4 separate regions of the Mus musculus genome follow, and all the other regions are linked to region 1. The links are chromatin contacts, called in public Hi-C, HiChIP or PLAC-seq and promoter capture Hi-C maps. All regions are on one chromosome and are shown on one strand. Each heading gives the region's core, a stretch centred on a gene start, on an enhancer-like site or on the middle of the called end of the contact. The rest is flanking DNA. Distances are from core to core; before and after follow the strand shown. Region 1 holds the start of Negr1 (neuronal growth regulator 1). Region 2 has its middle 45 kb from the start of Gm22458. Region 3 overlaps Negr1 (neuronal growth regulator 1). Region 4 overlaps Negr1 (neuronal growth regulator 1).

Region 1 (3,390 bases), core at 668-3,167:
GCTGAATACTACCGCACTTTCAATTCCCGAGCGGGTTCTGAGAATTAAGCCTGAATACTAATCACATCAGTAGCTCCTGCTGCAAACCTCTCCGTTAATTGCTGAGCCTCGCAGGGAATCTTCTGCAGGGTGGTGATGTTGCTTAGAGGCTCCTGGATAGTCAGTCTGGGTGGTCCCGGGTGATGTGAATTGCTGGCCCTACCCCATCTATCCTTAGACAACGTGATAAATAAAAATAAAAAATAAAAAGCCACCTTGGGTACCACCAACATCTATGACTCCTGCCTGCCTCATCAAGAGCTCAGTCTGGGGAGGAAGCCGGATGCTGACCCCTGCAGAGATCCTTGCTTCAGTGCGCTCTGCCGCGGGGCCCTGCTGGCGTTCAGAAAAAAATAAAAGAATAAAATAAATAAATAAATAAATAAATAAATAAATAAATAAAGGAGTTCAAATGAGCACCAGTGAAAGACGAATGTGTTTTGTAAATACCGCTACAGGCGGAAGGTGGGGGAAACCAAGTGGTGAGGGTAAGTTATTTCTAACCACCAGCTTCCCAAACTCCTCATGGGCACTGGAATCGCTGTTCTGGATTCAGATTCTCTCATTGATTTGCAAATCGCCTGGAAGACCTCTAGGATCTTAGGGTTGAAAATGAGTGCCAGAAAGGGGGTGGGGGGGGGGGAAGAGTGGACTATGGGGTGACCCCCGTGCCTTGTACCCTGTTTTGCCCTGACCTGGGCGTAGGCTAGCAGATCCGCGGGACACTGCTTGCCCCTTGAGGGGTTGAGGTTACTGCTCAAAGGATGCAGGTCCACCCCAACTGGGAGGCGGTGAAAAAAAAAAATACAACTGGGACTCTTTAAAGCCGAGGAATGCCTTGGCTTCAACCGAATGCGCAAGCCTTCCGCCCAGTAGGCTCAAATGGGTTAAACTGCCTCTTACATAACAGGACCGCCTAGCTCCACACAATTAAAACACTGATTGCAGCCTCCTCCAACTCTGCATCCCAGTAAGGCCCGCCCATCCCTCCCGTTGCGCCTGCGTGTCGCGCGCTCCCGGGCCCAGCACGCGCCCTGCACACTCCATCTCCCTCTCACAAGTGGACACTCTGTGCTGACACCACACGCGCACACACACTCATGCGCAAGTTAGTATCAAGACGCACAGAGAAGGGCAGGCGTTCTCCAGTACGCACAGGCGGACTCACACACGCACTAGCTTTCGGTCGGCATGCCCGAATCACTATACTGTCCCCGTAAAGCAGCAGCGCCGCCACAATCCCTGCTTATCTCCAAGAGAGGGTGAAAAGAAATACCCCCACTAAAGGAAAAATAAGGAACGGAGGGAAGGAAACAGGAAGGGGAGAGAAGAGAGGAGAGGAGAGGAGAGGAGAGGAGAGGAGAGGAGAGGAGAGGAGAGGAGAGGGGAGGGGAGGGGAGGGGAGGGGAGGGGAGGGGAGGGGAGGGGAGAGGAGAGGAGAGGAGAGGAGAGGAGAGGAAGAGAGAGAAGAGAGAGCTAACTGGCAGTTTATTAACAGCGCTATTAGCTAGTCAGGATTAAAAAAAAAATACAAGACAACAACAAAAAAAGCCAACTCACTCAGTCTCAGGCGTCATGATGGCGCCGACCCCAACTTGAGCACTTTAAAGTCGGGGGCCCGAGGAGCCGAAAGCACCAGAGGGCAGGCCTGGCCCTTATGCCCTGACTTCCCAGCCCCGCGGCTCGCAAAGCTCTCTAGTTCGCGCTGCCAAGCCGGACTAGACCTCGGCGTATCCTCAGTCGCCCTAGCTTCCCAGTCCCTCTTCTTTCCTCTTTTTGATCTATCTCTTTCGCTTCTCCGGCCCCCCTCCCTGCCTGGTCCTCCATCCCTGGGCGGGGTTGCTACGGAAACGGCCGCTTGGCAACGCGCGCGAGCCCGGGGGCCGCCGGCCGCTGCTGCGCCCCGCGCTGCCTGCGCCGCCTCCCGCGCTCTGCTCGCAGCCTCGCAGGACGGTGTGCGGCCGCCAGGGATTAGCCACGCTCCGGACGCGGCCGGGCGCCCCGAAGGAGGTGGAGCGCGGTGCCAGGGGGCGGGAGGGGAGGGAGGGAAGGCAAGCTGCAGAGGAGCAGAAAGGAGGCGAGGCCGGGGAAAGAGGGAAACTACGCCCGACAACTAGGGAGGGGGCGAGAAAGAGAAGAAACCCACCCACCCACTCAGAAAAAGGAAAAGAGGAAAAAAAATCTCGTGTGGCGCGCCGCCTGGTTATCGGGCAGCCTCGCCAGCAGCAGGGGGTGGGAGCCGACGCTGCCGGAGAGCGAGCAGCCTGGCAGGCACGGACATGGTGCTCCTGGCGCAGGGCGCTTGTTGCTCGAACCAGTGGCTGGCGGCGGTGCTTCTGAGCCTGTGCTCTTGCCTCCCGGCCGGGCAGAGCGTGGACTTCCCTTGGGCGGCCGTGGACAACATGCTGGTGAGGAAAGGTGACACAGCGGTGCTCAGGTAGGGACCGCGCGCCCTCTCTACACTTGCCTCAGTCTGTCTTTCCGTCCCTTTCCCTCTCTGCACCTTGCTTTACACCCAGAGTGAATCCTGCTGTTGCTCACGAGCAAAAACACCACACCTCAGGCTAGCCACGCATGACCCTTCCTGGGCTTCTCGGACCCCGGGGCAGGGGTCTGGCTGGATTAGGGAGAGAGGGAAAAGCGCTTTCCAAGCAGCCCGGGCTTAGGAAGTGTGGGGCTTGAAGGAGGGGCAGGTGCCACTTTGGAGCCAGGTCTCCGCTCTGCTGCCAGCGGTACTCCAGGAGTCTGACAAGTTTACAGGGCTTGTTTCTGCTTCACTCCGTAAGCGACTTTTCTCAACTGCTGGCTCTGTGCTCCATTTATTTTCCCTCTCACTTGAACAGTAAGATCCAAATATTCCATTCAGCTTTTTTCCCCCTCCTGTAGCTGCTTTCCTTCTGTGTTTCCCTCTTCCTCTGTCCCCTATCCCATTTCTCCAACTCCCTCTTCAGTCACCCCTATTGCCTCCAGTCTCTGGTTTACTCCTATGCTATAGTGTTCCCAGTGTTTCCCTCACACCTTAGTTCCTGTCATTCCTTATTCTCCCTGTTTTTCCAGATTTCCCTTTCCACTAATTTCCGGTCCTCACCATAGCCCTTGTCTTCCCCTCCCAGACCATCATCTGTCTCCAGCTTTGCCTCCCATGCACTTTTCTGTCACACCCACACTCAAGGTCCAGTACCATATTCAGATCCCATAAATCTCGATTTTATGAGCACACTCCCTCTCAGCTCTCCCATCCTCTCATACACTGGCACTTCCCTCCTGTGAGAAATGATTCACACTCAGAACCCCCCCCCCCAGTGTTTAAAGGATGCACACTCCACACTCACTCCACACGTGCACCCCCCA
Region 2 (3,390 bases), core at 537-3,036, 760 kb after region 1:
TAATAAGCCAATGCTTCTGGGGTAAAGAAAATCCAACTGAATTGTACATGATCTGTAGGGGGTGGCTGCTTCTGTATCTTACAGTGGTTCAGCACCTTTTATAGAGAACTTGGATGAATTCAAATGCCAGGAAAGGTTCAGAGACCCCCAGAACATCCAGGTCTGGTGGTCTGAGTTGAGGATCAATAAATAACACAGGCTTCTTCATTAGGGACCTTGTGCTCCGTCCAATGGATGGCTGTGAGCATCCACTTCTGTATTTGCCAGGCACTGGCAGAGCCTCACAGTAGACAGCTATATCAGGCTCCACTCAGCAGGCTCTTTTTGGCATCTGCCTAGTGACTGGGTTTGGTAGTTGTTTATGGAGTGGATCCCCAAGTGGGGCAGTCTCTGGATGGTCATTCCTTCAGGCTCTGAAGGTCCCCAATGAAGGAGCCAGAGAAATACCCAGGGAGCTGAAGGAGACTGAAGCCCCATAGGAGGAACATCAATATGCACTAACCAGTTGGAACTATACCACCAATCAAAGAAAACACATGTTGGAACTTGTGGCTCTAGCTATATATGTAGCAGAGGATGGCCTAGTTGGCCATCAATGGGAGGAGAGGCCCTTGGTCCTGTGAAGGCTCTATGCCCCAGTATAGGGGAATGCCTGGACCAGGAATGGGAGTGGGTGGGTTGGGGAGCAGAGGGAGGTGGGAGGGGACTTTTGGAGGGAAAACTAGGGAAGGGGATAACATTTGAAATGTAAAAAAAAAAATCTAATAAAAAATAATCAAAAAATAACACAGGCACATTCACTAAAGTAAAATGTGTCCTCATGTGATGTGATGTAAGACATTTTAAAGCAGCTGGGTGTGGTGGTATATGCTTTTCTCCCTTGCTCTCAGGAGGCAGAAGCAAGTAGATCTCTGTGAGTTCCAAGCCAGAGTGGTCTACATAATGAGACCCAGGCTCAAAACAACAGTCAAATTAAATGAATTAACAATATTTGAGCTTTGATAATATAATCTCTCAGTAACTGACAACCCAAAATCTAGGTTATTCACATATCTGATATTCTAGAGTCTCTCTATTCTAACAACTTTAGCCTGTGTATCTCACAAACCATCACTCAATAGTCTGGGGCATATGGAAAAAAGTTTAAAAACTCTGCAAGGACTACATTACTTCATGGGCCTGCTATGTTAAAAAAAAAAGTACATGCATTTGGGGGTGTTTGTTAAAAAACTTAAGAAGAAAACCTTTGGATTGTGCTCTGGGAACATTTACTATTAGTGAAGTAGCTATTTGACAACAACAAGAAACATGAACAGATAAGAAGACTTCTTCACTCACATTCTGGTACAATGATGTAGAAGGTCGAGCCTCTGTTGCAGAAGCTGCCTGGCTGCTTAGACTGGGAGCCCAGGTATTCTCTGTTGGTGAAACCAGAGCCACAGGATGTATGAGGTCCACCAGATCCTTTCTCCCTTCCTTTCAAATAGGTTACCAACAGCATTAGGGAGTTACTTGGTGAAACTGGGAATTTTGGAGCTTCCTTAATTTTGACCTTTTTAACACTCAGGATGTAAACTTCACACTAACCAAGGCTGGTTCAAGCTTCCTGCAGCTCAGAATTGTGTTTAAACAAGCACTGCAAGCCTGGGGGAATTCCTAAGAGTGTGGGGATTTAGCTTAGCAAAGGGTTTTAGAAAATAATCCTGGAAGACTGCATCAGGATAACAATAGAGAACAAAGGCTCCCTGATTGCTCTAAAACCCTTAACAGGGCCATAGAATGAACTGCCTGTGTAGCTTTCTAAGTAGCTTCACTGATGTAGACAATGGTTGCCTGGAAACCCCACATCTCCCTGCAACACAGTTTGACTAGTGACCTGGCAAAAACAAGGTCAATAGCTCATTTTTCACAGAATCCTTATGAAATGGTTGGTGGAGACTTGAAACTGTTTCACACTGTTGTCCTTTACAAAACAAACTCCACATACACCAAGTCCCACTGCAGTCCACGGTCTGGAAGACAAGCTTACAAGCTGGGCATGTGATATTCTGGGTAATTTCAAATGAATAAATACGAGAAATTGCACCCATGTAAACCCACCATTTCTATTTCTTTCTCCTTTGCTCAGATTTTAGCATGAGGAACATCTTGTGACTTAATTAATCAGAAGGCAGCACCTGCTCTCTGTGCTGACATGGAGAAAATAGACTTTTTTTGGAATTAAATTTGTTTCTGGAAATACATAGTTCCTGTTGGTAGACAACAGGCTCATGTTTGGGACATCTTCAGTCAAATCTTCAGAATGTTGACAAGAAGGAAGCCAGTTTTGTGTTTCCATTACATTTTGAGTGAGCACACCCCCCCCTTTTTTTTTTTCCTATTTTCTTCTTTTATTTTCTGGAATTGTATATATCTACATTACAATGAGGCAGTGTGTGTCCTCAGACATTCTTGTTTTCTCACAATTCTGTTCTTGCAACGTGGTAACAAAGCTTCCTAGTTTGCATATGACTAACACAAGGTGTCCAGTAAGGGCTCTTTTGTCTAAATGAACTCATTCCCAGACAAGTAGCATTTCAGAAACACTCTGCCATGTATTAGAAATCCTCTTAAAAGACTGTAGGATACCTATTCTTAGTTGTCAACATGATTACAGCTGGAATTAACCAAGGCTCAAGCAGCTGGGTACACCTAAATGGTATTTTTTAATTGAAAATAGCTTCTTCTCATATAATACATCCTAAGCAATTTCCCCCCCCCTCCAGTTCTTCCAGCTCCTCTACCCCCACCCCATCACTCCCCTGACCCTCTCTCCCTTCACTTTCCTTAATCTGCATCTTTAGAGATGAAATGACTGTCTTAGTCAGGGTTTCTATTCCTGCATAAACATCATGACCAAGAAGCAAGCTGGGGAGGAAATGGTTTATTCAGCTTAAACTTTCCACATTGCTGTTCATCACCAAAGGAAGTCAGAACTGGAACTCAAGCAGGTCAGGAAGCAGGAGCTGATGCAGAGGCCATGGAAGGATGTTACTTACTGGCTTGCTTTGTCCTGGCTTGGTCAGCTTGCTTTCTTATAGAACCCAAAACTACCAGCCCAGGGATGATATCACCCACAATGGGCCCTCCCCTCTTGATCACTAATTGAGAAAATGCCTTACAGCTGGATCTCATGGAGGCATTTCCTCACTTGAAGCTCCTTTCTCTGTAATAACTCCAGCTGTGTCAAGTTGACACACAAAACAAGCCAGTTCAAAAGACAAACTTTTAATCCAGGTCTTTTCATGTGGGAGGAGCAGGAAGAAGGAAGCTCTCTGTCCTTTGTTTGCTTGCCCTCGCTCTCCTCACTGACAATTCCATTTCTTCACTGGCATTAGAGCCTACTTTAGG
Region 3 (3,390 bases), core at 585-3,084, 650 kb after region 1:
TGCCCTTCTCACACTCCTCCTGACAGGTCCCTTTGTATCCCAACATTCCCCTTTACCCTCCATCCATATTCTTCTGTATCAACCTTGAATGTTGACACAGGTCTCTCTCTGGCCTGTACCTCCCTGATAGGTTGGCTCAGTGGCCCTGGCACTGGGTTTGCAAGTATGTATCACCATACCAACTTTGTATGTCAATTTGAGCCTCAAACACAAGATCTAATGCCTGAAAGACAACACTGTACAGATGGAACTGATATCCAGAATCCATAAGAGCAGGTTCTTTTCCACTGTGAGTATTGAAAATCTCCCTTTTTCTAGTGGCTATACCTGAAGAGGATACAACGGTCAAAATCCACTTTATCTGCATGGTTTCTGTGCAGACTGGAGGCTCATCAAGCTTCCTCTGGCCACCGATTTTCCTGTTTCATCACTAAATGTTTCAACCATATATCGTTTAAGTAAATGGTATCTCCTAATGTTCACTTTTCCTGAACCATTGAACAGTGTGTATTTTGCCAATTAACATCAGCTTTGGTTCAAATGTGTCAAGAGGCCACAAGTGATAGAAAATAAAATCTATGCTAGGAGGGAGGCTGCACACTTAGTCTTTGGAATAAGTGCTCTCCAAGTACCCTGCATTCAGCAACTGATTGTCCTCATGGGATGAGTACCTGCATTTGTCTGTGGATGGAACAGTTCTTAGGGTGTCTTGTACAGGTGTGTGTGTGTGTGTGTGTGTGTGTGTGTGTGTCTGTGTCTGTGTCTGTGTCTGTGTCTGTGTCTGTGTCTTGCATGCATACTTGCTTAGCATACTTGGCTAAGTCACATGTGCTTTGAGTCCTGTTTTGTCACCTACATATAGAAGAAAAACACATACTGTCTGCTTACTTTATGCCACAGTGGTGACACTGGGTAGATTAAACTCCTCTGAACTTTAGTTTACCCAGCTGCAAAACAGGAAAAATAACATCTTACCTTATAAGGTAATTGTAAAAACAAGATAATCTCTCTAAAGATCTGAGCACAGTCTCTGGTACATGATAGACATTTTATAAATAGTTAATGTGATGGATTACATGTGTATTGTGTACAGAAGATTACAATCATTAATGTCTTCTACTTAGTGACAGCCCAGAATGGAAAATTTGGAAGGATGTGAGTAAGGGGAAGTCTGAATAGATATGGCTGGCATGATATCAAGAAGTTTTTAATTCCACTGAAATTCAGTTTGCTCTGTAACAGCCCACGGTGAGGTACAGTGGGGAGAAAACCCTGGGGTTGTCTTCCCACACATGCAGTAGAACACCAAGTATCTGACAGGTCAGTCACTACCAAGTGGGGTAGGTTAGCACCTAGACCACAGTCAGAATTCTGTGTACCAGGTCAGGGCTTCTGTGTAAGCTGATGTCTGTCATCTGGCTCCATCTGCAGCCTTTGTTCATTAGTACACTCCACCAAGACTACTGCTTATTAGATGTCAGGGAAAGAACACAGGGGAAGGATGCAGTGCCCAGTATAGCTTGAACTCTGCAGGAAGGAGTAACAAGGCCCCTTCTGCATTTCCAGGGCCTCAGCTGTGCTCCTAGCTAGAAGGCCTGTCTGCAGAAGGTTTTTTGCTGGCTTCTGCAGTTATTGTCAAATAAGTTTCAAGGAAAAGAAATTCTCTCCAGATTTCCTCTAGATTAGAAGGAATTATATTCCTTTGCAACCCAATTTTCTGTGCTGATTTCAGAGTCAATATCCCTTTTAAATCTCAGGGGAACCCCCTCCTCCGTGTGTGTGTGTGTGTGTGTGTGTGTGTGTGTGTGTGTGTATAGAGCTCTAATGAAACTCTGGTACATGAGTGCAGCTGCGAGCAAGATGGGGACACAAAGCCTTTGCTGCTTTGCAGACTACTCGGATAGAGCCACTAATTAGAGTGCTCATCGTCTCTCGTTAATAGAAATTGTTGTCTTGATAAAGAAAAATTTTAAGGTTGAATTTGTGTAGTAGCCATTTATAACAACATAAAGTGGTAACAGTGCTGCAATGATTTTTAAAGCCATTTATTATCTTTTCAATTAAAATAAAATATGCTAAGGTCCTGGAGAGATGGCTCAACAAGCATGAGGACAGAGAACAGATTTCTAAAAGCCTCATAAAATCCAGATTGATCCAATGACTGCCTGTAACCTTATCACTCTGCAGACAGAGACAAATATCCACAAAGCAAGCTGGCTTACTAGGAGCTGAAGTGGCAAGCTGCAAGTCCAGTGAGAGACCCTGCTTCAGTGTATAAGCTAGAGAGCAGCCTCAGTGTATAAGCTAGAAGGTAGCCAAGGAAGACACTTGAAATCAACCTCAAAGTTTCACACGCATGCACATGCATGCACTCATGTATACACAGGTGCATATACTACACACATATGCATTCGCCTGCACTCTGTCATGCATGTATAAGCATGAATACTATACATACACACATGCACACATGACCATACATGCACACATATGCACATATGTGTGCACAATATGCACATATGCACACATGCATACATACACACAAACACATGGACATACATAAACATGCACACATTCATGCATACAACAAATGCACATATGCACACACATGCACACGTGAGCATATGCACACATGCATACACACATGCACAGGCACACACACACATGAAATGTAAACAGATAAACTCTCACTTATAAAGACATTGCTATTTGCAGTCAGTGTGCTACATGGCTTATGTCTGCACTTGTTTACTCTCCTCATGAGACTTCACCTATGCTTGTAAACCCACAAACCTACAGGGGAGACTTCTGCATTCTGCATCCAGGATTTGGCCATAGGTCAGTTTCCCTTAAATGCTCATCCTTAATCACCTTGTGTTGGAAACAAAGTTACCCAGGGAAGTATGTAGGCTAACCATGAGGACCTAATATTTACATATCAGACCCCTGCAATCCAGAGATTTCATGGTGACCCACCCTCAGGTTTCCAGAGAAATGTAAACTAAGTTTTCTGGCAGCCTGAAAACTTCAATCTATACTGAAAAGAGGCTCCTATCATTGGGCATCAGCTATGCCCATGAATGTGGACCACTCACTAGTTCCTTCCCGGTGGGAAAGCTGTGGTTCCAATACTACCCTCTGCTTCCCTGTCAAGCCTGCTGATGCTTTATATGGAAAGGGCTCACATTGGGTCCCTACGGTTGTTGTGCCTTCTCTGTCAGCTTAGAGCCTGTCTTCTGAGCCCTTATCCATGCTAACCTTAGTCCTGGCAGAGCTGCATGCTCTTCATCCTACTGCCTCAGCACCACAGTGAACGGCAATCAGATCTTTCAGTGAAACCATGGCAACCAAAAGGATTAATTTCTGCCTTGTCTCTGTAGCTCAGTCTTG
Region 4 (3,390 bases), core at 473-2,972, 620 kb after region 1:
CCATAAGACACTGTGTATAGAATGCTGCCCATTAGATACTATGTATAGAATGCTGCACATTAAATATTGTACATAAAGTGCTGCCCATAAGATACTAGGTATAGAATGCTGCCCATTATATACTGTATATAAAATGCTGCCCATAAGATACTGTGTATAGAATGCTGCCCATTAGATACTGTGTATCAAATTTTCATCATGAGTTCACCCTCTAGCTCCTCCCCTCATGCTAGATGTGAAGAAATTACCCCAGGGAGAAGACTTAATACCATTATTGTCATAACTCTTCAATGCAGAACTTGGATAAGATCTCAATTCTCCTAACACTTTGTTTTTTATTTTATTCCTGTGCTTTCAGAAGACCACAGAACTTGATGTCACTATTTGAATTGTTTGAAGTGTTTCCCTTCTCAAATAGTGACATCTGCTTGACACCATCCATAGATACTTTAGAAAACATAAGACTCCTGGCTCAAAGACACAAGACTGTTTCTCTCAGCAATGTCAGATGAAGTAGCAGTAGAATGAGCCTATTGCATTAGTTTCAAATGCCAAAGTCGTATCACAGATTTCCTAGGTGACCACTCTCCAAGCTGATGCTTCTATTAGGGGGATGCAGCATCCAGAGGACCCAGGGCCGGGCATCAGCCAGAGACTTCTCTTTGTCTTTGGACCTGGAAAACAACATTTACTTTTTATACTTGACATTTCCAATAAAGTCAGTAACAACAAAACATTTAGCAATATCAGGGAGCTAGGAAAGAACGGCTCCTGACCACCTGTGGGGAGAAGAAATGACAGCAGTGGTGGTTGTTTTCCTAATTCCTAATGTTTGTTCAGGTGCACTGGAACCTGTGTGAAAATGCAGACTAATGTGGCAGTTCCATGTGAGAGCTAGAGTCTAACCTTCACACCTACAGGGAAAGAGACACAGAAGGTTCAAAAACAGCAGTCACATAGCCAGTCTCTCCAGGAAGCAGGATCTCAGAAGAGCATGCTCAGCCTGTGTTCTCCATTTTGGATATCTCTTCCAAAAGTCCAGGAAGTCTTCTTGTCTGATCTCCCAGATTTAGGAGCTGGTGGTAGACTGGCACAGCCGTAAAAAGTAAACATGAGCTAAGCATGTATGTGAAGAAACCCTGCAATCTGATCTGAATATGTAGAGCAGATCAGCCTAGAGCACCATGCACTACAAGCATGGTCAGCTCATTCTTTCTGAAAAGTGAAACTACAGATGGAGTCACTCTACCTTGTGAAGCCCATCTATGGATTCAGCATGAAAGGTCATTCTTTCAGAGCAGAGCTTGAAGCCCAAGATGTCAGCTGCTCTCTCTATGTAGGTGATATGAATCCATAATGCAAGTGACACCCCAAGTGTCCCCCAATCAGAGGCATAGAAGAGTGAAACCTCAGGGCTTGAGAATTGTCCAGAATTTATTTTCTCCTGTCAGAACGTGGCCTCTGAGCTTTCCCATCTCAAGCTTCCTCAAACGCTTCTCTGCCAGGCTTCTCAGCATAGAAAACTGTTTTAAGATAATAATCAGCAACATGGTCACCCTTTATCGGGTGCTTACCAGCTTTTCCTCCAGGGCCCCTCTGAGGATGTAACACACCAAGGGCTAAGGTACCATTTCTATTCATTTACTAGTGTCTAGCACAGCAATACATGAAGCCAGACACAGTTATTAACTGGCAGTGTTTCCATGGCAATAACTTCAACACTGAGGAAGCTTAATGTGCTTAGCATTTACAAAACAAGCTTGAACACACAGATATATTTCAGCAGCCATCCTCCCAAAAGCCTGTTATGTAAAGTCATCAGGCCTCAAACACACATGCTCTGTGTTGGAAAAATCAATGTATATGATTGGCAGCAATTGAGAACACCTGCCAATAGAAATCTCTGTAGGATTTGCTCATCTCAATCATGAGAGAGACTTAATGTTCGAGGGAGGACTGTGGATGACTATGCCCCCTGTCCAGAATTCTTAGGACCTGTGTGTTCCAAGCCATTCCTTACATTACACACTGCAGAGACTGCATGGGTCTGGATCCAAGCAGAGCCCCGAATCTTGAATGTTTACCAACTTCTTCCCCAGGAGCAGTTAGAATCTCTCAGAATCTCAAAGGCTCCTTTTCACCTTTGTTGAAATCTGCTGTGTGTCAGTAGCTGTCATTAAGAACAAGGAACTGAGGTTAGGCAGGTCAGCAATGCTTTGATGGCTTATGAGAGCTTTAAACTTGAATGAATAACTTGCAGTGGGACTAAAATAAAGTCTATTGAAACCCAGAAATTATCGATATTCAAATATAAAAGGAAATGGCTGATACTCAGAGTTCATTGTGAAAGTATCTCCCCAAAGCATGGCTATGATATGTCACTATCATCCAGTACTGCTCTGTCCTATATCAAGTGAGAATCACCTGTAATGGACAAGTCACCAGAGCGTGTGTCACCTTCACCCTGTGAGCTGTTGGAAAATGCAAATACATCATGCCATCTGTAAGGAGCTCCCAGTTCAGAGCTTAAAACTCACCTTTGTTAGTGCTTTCGTGTGTTTTAGACAGTTATTTCAACATGTATCTTGACAGACTAAATTGATCAACCCTACAGAAACTCCTGCTGATTTTTTATCTTATTTTATTTTTTAGAATGCCAAATCATGACACCAGATCAGATGATGATTAACTGTGGGTGGACTAGGGCCTCGGGAAATTACTAAATTGGATTTGGATTGACAAAGTGATGCGACTCTAGGCTGCCTAACTGCTTTCCTACACAGCCAAACACATAACTCTCTCATCCTGACTTTGAGAAAACTTCAGATAAGTCTGTCTAATAAGTCTCTCTCAAAATATATTCGTGAATAAGAAAGATGCAATGATAAATTCTATTAAAAAAATGTATCCTACTTGCTATTAATTTTCACAAGATATATGAGCCGTTAACACAATAATCCATTATATTTAACACAGTGCCTAAAATGAAGGCTCTCTTTGGCTGTTTGACACACCATCGGTTTAGTCGAGAAATTAGGCCAGCGCACCTGTCCAGAATGGCAGGTATCACAGCTCTGAGAATGATGTGGTGTAGACTTCTCCCAGCAGAGCATTGGCCTGGCTTCAGCTGTTTCTCCATCATTAAAAAAAAGGAACATAGACACAAATAGACACAATAGAGGTCACCTTACAGTGTCTTTATCTAAATTAAGACAAGGGAAAAATGTGTGAAGTTGCATGGATTGGGAAGAGAGGTAGGCAGAAAGTAAGGAGAAACCATAAACAACAACAACAAAAAACTTATGAAAAGGTTTATTTTCAATTAAAAATTTTAACAAGGGAAACTTAAAGAAGAAAAAGAAAGAACTGCAGAAATTACATAAGCACATT

The links. Promoter capture Hi-C pulls out the DNA fragments that hold promoters and counts their contacts. A called contact is a pair of places that touch in the nucleus more often than the background predicts. HiChIP or PLAC-seq counts read pairs in DNA pulled down with a chosen protein or histone mark.
Region 2: a contact with region 1 is called in an H3K4me3 HiChIP or PLAC-seq map of neural tube, with 5 times the contacts expected there. The contact joins the enhancer-like site here to the promoter of Negr1 in region 1. A contact is called at or near these places in 4 of 39 promoter capture datasets (hippocampal neurons, liver and pre-B cells), 1 of 484 Hi-C or Micro-C datasets (cortical neurons) and 3 of 115 datasets of contacts at active chromatin or transcription factors (embryonic stem cells and neural tube).
Region 3: a Hi-C map of cortical neurons shows a contact between it and region 1, with 4 times the contacts expected there. The contact joins the enhancer-like site here to the promoter of Negr1 in region 1. A contact is called at or near these places in 4 of 39 promoter capture datasets (hippocampal neurons, liver and pre-B cells), 16 of 484 Hi-C or Micro-C datasets (brain, cerebellar granule neurons, cerebellum and 8 more) and 9 of 115 datasets of contacts at active chromatin or transcription factors (SST interneurons, VIP interneurons, astrocytes and 5 more).
Region 4: a promoter capture Hi-C map of hippocampal neurons shows a contact between it and region 1, with 2.4 times the contacts expected there. The contact joins the enhancer-like site here to the promoter of Negr1 in region 1. A contact is called at or near these places in 4 of 39 promoter capture datasets (frontonasal cranial neural crest, hippocampal neurons and liver), 2 of 484 Hi-C or Micro-C datasets (forebrain and frontal cortex), 7 of 115 datasets of contacts at active chromatin or transcription factors (SST interneurons, VIP interneurons, embryonic forebrain and 4 more) and 1 of 9 other capture datasets (liver).

The regions. Positions count from the first base shown.
Region 1 is chr3:156,559,877-156,563,266 of GRCm38.p6, forward strand. Negr1 (neuronal growth regulator 1) reads left to right here and starts at 1,918. Exons shown (of 7, transcript NM_001039094.3): 1 at 1,918-2,476. The coding sequence starts at 2,319. 4930570G19Rik (RIKEN cDNA 4930570G19 gene) reads right to left here and starts at 1,811. Exons shown (of 4, transcript NR_040399.1): 1 at 1,600-1,811.
Region 2 is chr3:157,319,530-157,322,919 of GRCm38.p6, forward strand. No RefSeq gene overlaps it. Among named protein-coding and RNA genes, the nearest start is that of Gm22458, 45 kb to the right of the region's middle. Within about 2 kb of position 1,787, at least 52 of the 459 cell types and tissues checked have an H3K27ac peak or open chromatin away from gene starts, as enhancers often do. A contact at or near this core is called in cortical neurons, embryonic stem cells and neural tube, where this site is marked.
Region 3 is chr3:157,214,682-157,218,071 of GRCm38.p6, forward strand. The region is part of intron 6 of Negr1 (neuronal growth regulator 1); the gene reads left to right. Among named protein-coding and RNA genes, the nearest start is that of Gm24373, 5.4 kb to the left of the region's middle. Within about 2 kb of position 1,835, at least 21 of the 459 cell types and tissues checked have an H3K27ac peak or open chromatin away from gene starts, as enhancers often do. A contact at or near this core is called in SST interneurons, VIP interneurons, brain and 4 more, where this site is marked.
Region 4 is chr3:157,180,484-157,183,873 of GRCm38.p6, forward strand. The region is part of intron 6 of Negr1 (neuronal growth regulator 1); the gene reads left to right. Among named protein-coding and RNA genes, the nearest start is that of Gm24373, 29 kb to the right of the region's middle. Within about 2 kb of position 1,723, at least 15 of the 459 cell types and tissues checked have an H3K27ac peak or open chromatin away from gene starts, as enhancers often do. A contact at or near this core is called in SST interneurons, VIP interneurons and hippocampal neurons, where this site is marked.